2 separate regions of the Pan troglodytes genome follow, and region 2 is linked to region 1. A link is a contact called in public HiChIP or PLAC-seq data. All regions are on one chromosome and are shown on one strand. The core of a region is the stretch at or near the end of the contact, and the rest is flanking DNA. Distances in the headings are between cores, read along the strand shown. Region 1 has its middle 54 kb from the start of ATP2B1. Region 2 overlaps LOC100613094 (a long non-coding RNA gene).

Region 1 (3,191 bases), core at 429-2,928:
AAGACCAGGCGGCTCTCCAACTCCCGAGGAATCACCATCCTGACACGCCAACAATCAACCACCAGGGCCAGGGGCCGACCAGGGGCCCCCGCTCCCCTCCCGCAGTGCGTCTGGGGGGCCGAGGCCAAGGATTAGAGGGGTGACCCTCCCGGGGCGCGGGGAGAGGGAGTGCCGGGCACGGTGCCCTCAAGGTCACCACGCGCCGTGGCGGGGGCGACCGGTGGCGGGATGGGCTGTGGCGCGGCCGAGGCGGCTTCGTGAAGCCGAAGACCTGCGGGTGTAGACCAGAAGCCCCAACGAGCCCCATCCCTCGGGCCCGGAGCAGCGACTCCCAGACTGACCCGGCGCTGAGGTGCACAGCGAGAAGCCCGCTCACCTTCACAATCTCCCAGCAAGAGGCAACCTGCGAGGGGCCCCGACCGCCCCCGTCAGCTTCTCCCGAATCCGGCGCAACCCGCCGCGCACCCAGCTATCAGGACCCCCGCCGCGACGCCCGACCTCTGTGCTCCGCCTGGCCTCCCCCGCAGGTGACCTGCCCCGCCGCCCCCGGCCGCGGGCGGGCGGCGGCCGCCACTCACCTCGCCCGGCAGTGGGAACCATTTTCCGAGGGGGAAGGAAAGGCAGGCTGCGGGAGGGTCGCGGGGCGGTGAGGGGCAGCGGGAAACGCAGAGGATGGGGGCTCCGTCCTCAGCGCGTCCGCAGCCGGCTCGCAGGGCTCGGGGCGCCACGCGGAGGTGCAGCTGCACCTCGGGGATGGGGCGGCCAAGGAGCCGAGAGGCTCGGCGTCCACCAGCCGGGGCTCCCTACTCACGCTGCACTGCGAGGAGGCGGCGGCGGCGGCGGCAGCGAAGGAGGAGGAGGCGGCGCCCGGCCGTCCCCGCCCAGAGCCCGGCAGCCACCGAGTGGCCGCCCGCGTCCCCGCAGGACCCGCCTCCTCCGCTCCGCAGAGCGGCACACAGGGCGCGCCGCGCTCGCTCGGCACGGGCAGCTCAGCCGGCCTCACGCCGCCGTCCGCAACAGCAGCCGCGGGCGGGGTGCAGCCACCTCCGTGAGCGCCGCAGCCCGCCCCGCTCGGGGCGGGGCCCGCGGGCACCGAAGAGCGGACGGCCGAGCACGAGGGGGCTGCGCGCAGCTCCGGGCAGGGACCCCGTCTGCACCGGGTGGCCTGCAAGATTGCCGGGGTAGGCAGGGGGAGGAGAACGCTCACCCGTTCCGGTCTGGCGCTCCCTTCTCTCCACACCCACACGCCTCCCGCTCCACGCTGGCGGCGCAGCTGCTCCCGCTGCCACAGCCGCCACCGCCGCCGAAGCTCGCGCCGCCGCCGCCGCCTTGGCTGAGCGCGGTCACGTGACGCGATCCGCGGGGAGCCTGGGGGCGGGCGAGTGCGCGCGCGCGCGCGCGGAGGAACCGCGGCTCGGACCGGGACTGGGAGCTGAGCGGCACTGGGAGGGCGTTTAAGGGGAGGACCCGGCGAGCGCGCCCTCGGCTGGCGAGCGCGCGCCTGGCGATTAGAACTTGCCGCGCGGTCGGGAAAGGGTGGCCGGAGTGAGGGGCGGAGGTGGGGACTTGCGCCTCCGCACGCCCCTCCCTTTCTTCCTTCCCCTGAGCGCCTTGGCTTGCCGCTGCCCCCGCCCCCCCCAGCGCGCCCCTTCCCTCCTGCCGCAGCCTGCGATTGGCTGAGAGACTCTGACGTCCGTGTTTCCATGACGTGTTGGTGCAGGAGGGAGCGGCGGGGGAGGAGGGGGTGGCTCAGGCGCGCGGGGAGGTGACTCCGTCAGTCACAGCTGCTGTTTCGGCGCGGGGCCGGGCCGCTGCCGCGACGTGTGGAGGCAGGAGAGCGATGATTGCCGCAGGAGAAGTGCGGGCGCCCTTCACCTGGGGCCCCTCCCGAACCGCCCCCGGGCCCATGCCCCTCCAGGGCCCAGGAGCGAGCCAGCGGGAGGGCGAGGGCGAGCGCTCCTGGCGAGGACAGATTAAGGCGAACCCCCAGTCAGCGGACATTTGAGCGGCTCCTCGCCGCGTCTCTGCCCCCACTCCAAACCGGACTCGACGCCTGTCCCGGGCCGTGACGCACGCACCGGAGGACAAAAGTGCTTCTCGGCTCGCTCCCTCTTTGGGGAAGAGAGCTCACTCCCCATGCGGGCGCGGGACACCCCATCTCTGTTCCTGCCGGTCGGGTCCGCAAACACCGGGGATCCCAGCTGCGGCGCCCAAAGGGTTAACGCAGGCGTTCGGCCAGTGCAAACCGGCCTCGCATGATCCGCGCTTAAAATCCGGGTGTTTTCATTTTGGGTTTGTTTCTTCTACTATGCCAAGCTGGTAGCTCTCTTTTAATTCTCTTGTAACATCTCAACCCTGCACCCATCTTTCCTGAGGGGAAAAGGAAACGGGATAACTTGCGGTATTTCGATGCTCAAAGGTAACCGGCGGCTCTGCTCCAACCTTCAAGAGATTTTGCAAGTTGAAAAAAAAAAAACCATCCTTCGTAACATCTACTTAAAAAAAAAAAAGCAAGTTTTCCTTCTTGTACACGCATATACACAGTAAAGATGTGTATCTTACCTAAGATACCGCGCTTCATCTTCATCTAATCTTTATTTGAACTCACCGTCGCCACTGGCCCAGAGACCTTGTCAGTGTTATTTTCAGTATCAGTTAATCAGAACAAAAAGATAAGTTCTGCAATCTTCTTTCTCTTAATTCCAGAACTGGAAAATTAATATTTATATAGCCTCCTCAAAAGCATACAGGCAATAGGAAGTATGGTATTATGTTCACGATCTGATGATAGCATTTGTTTTAAAATATTTTAAAAGATTAGACACAGAATGTGTAAAAGACGTTTAAAAGTGAATAAATATAAATCAATGCTGTTGCAAATAATTTTTTTATCAGTTTATGTATCTCACTAGGCTTGACGTTACCAGCCTTCTGAGCTGTGCCCTTGATGTGTAAGATAAACGAACATTGAACAGAATGATAGCATTTTTCCTCTCTTCAGTCACTGATGGAGAATTGGTTAATGTGGTACAATAAATAGCCCTTCCAGACACTATTTCAAATCTTTTTAACAGAAGAATAACCTAAATTTCACCTAATAAATTTCAATATTATTTCCCCCTAAAATATTTTTCAAAACGACTCAGAGACATTTAAGAATCACTGGCTGTTTTCCAACTTTTCCTCCAAGG
Region 2 (3,191 bases), core at 462-2,961, 160 kb after region 1:
TAGTCTAGATTAAGTAAGTGAGCAAATACTTCAGGACTGTAATGAAACATAGTAGAGAAAATGCGGTAATCAGGAAAAACCTTTCTGTCCAGGTACAGTTGAGCCAAGACCTAGTACATGTATGAGAGCCATCCACACAAGAGCTGGGGAAAAGCATTTCCAGAAAGAGCTAATAATAAGCATGAAGATTTGAGACCAGAATAAACTTGATAAGTGAGGAACAGAGAGGAGGTTTGGATGGTTGGAGGGTGGGCAAGAAGGAAAATGGTACAAGACAGGACTAGAGATCCAGCAATGGACTGTAAAGGTGTGGTGAAATGGGAGAGAAGACCAGTTAGGAGGCTATTGCAGGAGTCCATCTAGGAGACCATGGCTTGGATTAGACGGTGGCGGTGGAGGTACACAGAAGTGGATGGATGGTTTTGAAATAAGTTCTAGAGGTTAAATTAACAGTACTTGCTAATGGACCTGATAAGGTGATTAAGAGAAAGGAAGTAGTCAAAGATAATTCATAGTGGAAATGTGTAAGAATATCTGAACATAAACCTATAGCATGATTTTAAGTCAAAAGAATTCAGCGTTTAACGTTTGGATTAATATGGTGGGAATGAACGTGGAGTCAGATCAGGATTAATGAAAGACACAAAAAACTTGGATTCCTTGTTCTCATGAAGTTTACAAAATGATGGTAGATTACATTTTCTATTATGCTGTAATACCTAGGTATAATTTTCCCTCATTTTTCAGATGGTGTCCTGAGGCATAGAATGCATAAATGATTTGTCCAATGTCATATGAAATGATAGGGCCTAGATTCTAATGTTTATATTTATTCCATTACTTCATGTTGATTATGCAATATCCAGATATGGACCTAGATAGCTATCCATATACATTGATGTAGATAATCTAGGAAATTGAAACTTTACCTATCGGGGTGCTTTTGAATTTTTTCTTTGTTTGCTCCTGTTTAATTAAAATTGATATTTAAATTTGGCATTTGCAATTACAGGATGCTGATAACAACATTCTCAATTAGGACTGAAGAAGTGTGTCTAACACTCTGGAAAACACACCTCCTAACCGCCAAAGTGCCTGAGTTTATGTAAAACAGAGAGATTTTCTTCGCTGTCAGGTTTTCTGCCTCTCACTTCACTCCCACAGCTGTGTTTGAATATTCAGAAGCAAGGTTGGAGGGAGGAGTCAATTATTTTGGGTGGGCGACTATACCTGAGCTTTTTATTCAGTGGTGAGGGCAAAACACCGTGTAAGTAAAAACAGAGATTTCTGAAATGTTTGAGTTACTATTCTGAAACTTCCAATAGAAAATACATTTATAATGAATTATCTTAAATTAAATTTTAATAGCCTCTAAATTGTATATAAAGTACTAGCACAGAAGCAGTCTTCTGTGCAGATAAACATCATTAGTGTGTAAGTAGGGAAACTTCTCTGACTTCTATTTCCCTCTGGGTTTTCTAACATCTCTGTGGATTCTTTAATGCCTAATGCAAATGCCAATATGCTTTTCTTTTGGACTCCCCTAGTGGGCCCCCTGTGTTAATAGCTAGCTTTTGACTTGTCACTCCTGAGAAAAAACAAAAGTGCTAGTTCTTTGCTGAGGTGAAACCTTACTGCCATCTGCACACGCTCATTCTGGCAGTTCCTCGTGATCCTTCAGCTCACAGGAAATCCTTAGAGGAATGAAAAGGACAGGCCCACCCCCACAGCAGAGCAAGTTCCCAGCTTAGTCACATCAGTGGGATGAAGGCTGACACGGTGTATTGACAGGTCGGTTTAATGCCCAAGTGCTCCTGCAAACTGGCGCATGGCTGCTTGGAAGCCTGGCATGCCCCCAGATGGCAAGGAATTTTGGCTCCTCAACTTGTTCTTCTGCTTGGAGTGGAAGGTTCCCTCTATCCACTCAACCCTTCTGGATTAAGCAAAGCATTTGAGGGGGTTGGGGGAGAACGCAGAGACTTCCCTTGACCACCTGGATTCTGAAAGGGCCATTACAGGAACGTGGTCCTGTGGTCAGCGCACTTTTACCACCCACGCCAGTCTAAATGACCACACCCTGAGTGGCCTGGTCCCAGAGCAGCTGTTTAGACTGCTTGTGTGGTCATACCAACCCTCAATAAGATACAGCCTGCCAAACCCCAGGAAACTTGGAGTTTAGGTCAGCTTAATGCTTTCCCATTAGGCCCTGGGAAGGAAGAAGGTGTAGAGTGACAGGCATTCAGGGCGGCCAGTGTAACTCTGGTTCAGACATTTTCTGTTTTTGCTGGATTGGTTTTCTGAACAACTGCTTTCTATTTTTGTTTCAAATCTGTTTTATCTTCAAGACAAAATAGGGTATATTACGTAAATAAATAAAACCTTTCCACTGAAGAAAGTCTACAAATACATTAACACATCTTGATTTTCACATATAGTTCATGTAGAGTGCCCTACAGTAGTCCAGCACCTGTTTTCAAGTTGGAAATTCTCATTTCGAGAATTGAGAGCTCAGAGCATGATCTTTTGGTATCAGACAGACCCATGCACTTGATGCTTGCTCTGCCTCTTACGCTGTGATCTTGGGGGAATTAGTGAATTTCTTGAAGCCTTAGTTTTCTCATCTGGAGAATGGATGCAATTATTATACAGTACTAGGTACACTGAATTGTTGAGGGACTAATTGAGATCATGCATATAAAATACTTAACATGGTGCCAGGCACATAAAAGGCTGTAAGTAAATGCCAGCAGTGATGTTGTTATTGAAGCTGCTAACACCAGTGCTACACCGAGTTTTTACCCATTTGTATAAGTTGAAAACCATTGAGAGAGCACAGACTATTCAATGATTGAGCCTATGAGATTTTGGTCATTAGGCCAATTTAAAAAAGGGAAAAATATATAATGATCAATGAATATGTAATGTTCTTCATAGACCCATTTATAATGCTGCAAATGGATTCAAGGTACTTTTTTGGTAAAATACTCAAAAGTATGAAAATTACTTTTCTTTTCAGGCCCACCTTAAGTTCTTTTCAGGCCCAAATCAGTTGCATTGTGTGTGGGTGGGGGGGTGGAGGTATGTTTTGCTTTACTGATATTGTGAACTTCTTTTCCTTGTAGTTTATTTAGACTGATGACTCTGAAGAAGAGGTATGCTGCATATAAATATGTGGTTCTCACACATGGGTA

Evidence for each region. HiChIP or PLAC-seq counts read pairs in DNA pulled down with a chosen protein or histone mark.
Region 2: an H3K4me3 HiChIP or PLAC-seq map of stem cell-derived excitatory neurons shows a contact between it and region 1, with 3 times the contacts expected there. The contact joins two enhancer-like sites. A contact is called at or near these places in 1 of 7 Hi-C or Micro-C datasets (stem cell-derived neural progenitor cells) and 1 of 1 datasets of contacts at active chromatin or transcription factors (stem cell-derived excitatory neurons).

What each region holds. Positions count from the first base shown.
Region 1 is chr10:96,524,868-96,528,058 of NHGRI_mPanTro3-v2.0_pri, forward strand. No RefSeq gene overlaps it. Among named protein-coding and RNA genes, the nearest start is that of ATP2B1, 54 kb to the left of the region's middle. Within about 2 kb of position 1,679, at least 20 of the 24 cell types and tissues checked have an H3K27ac peak or open chromatin away from gene starts, as enhancers often do. A contact at or near this core is called in stem cell-derived excitatory neurons, where this site is marked.
Region 2 is chr10:96,687,645-96,690,835 of NHGRI_mPanTro3-v2.0_pri, forward strand. The region is part of intron 1 of LOC100613094 (a long non-coding RNA gene); the gene reads left to right. Among named protein-coding and RNA genes, the nearest start is that of ATP2B1, 220 kb to the left of the region's middle. Within about 2 kb of position 1,712, at least 2 of the 24 cell types and tissues checked have an H3K27ac peak or open chromatin away from gene starts, as enhancers often do. A contact at or near this core is called in stem cell-derived excitatory neurons, where this site is marked.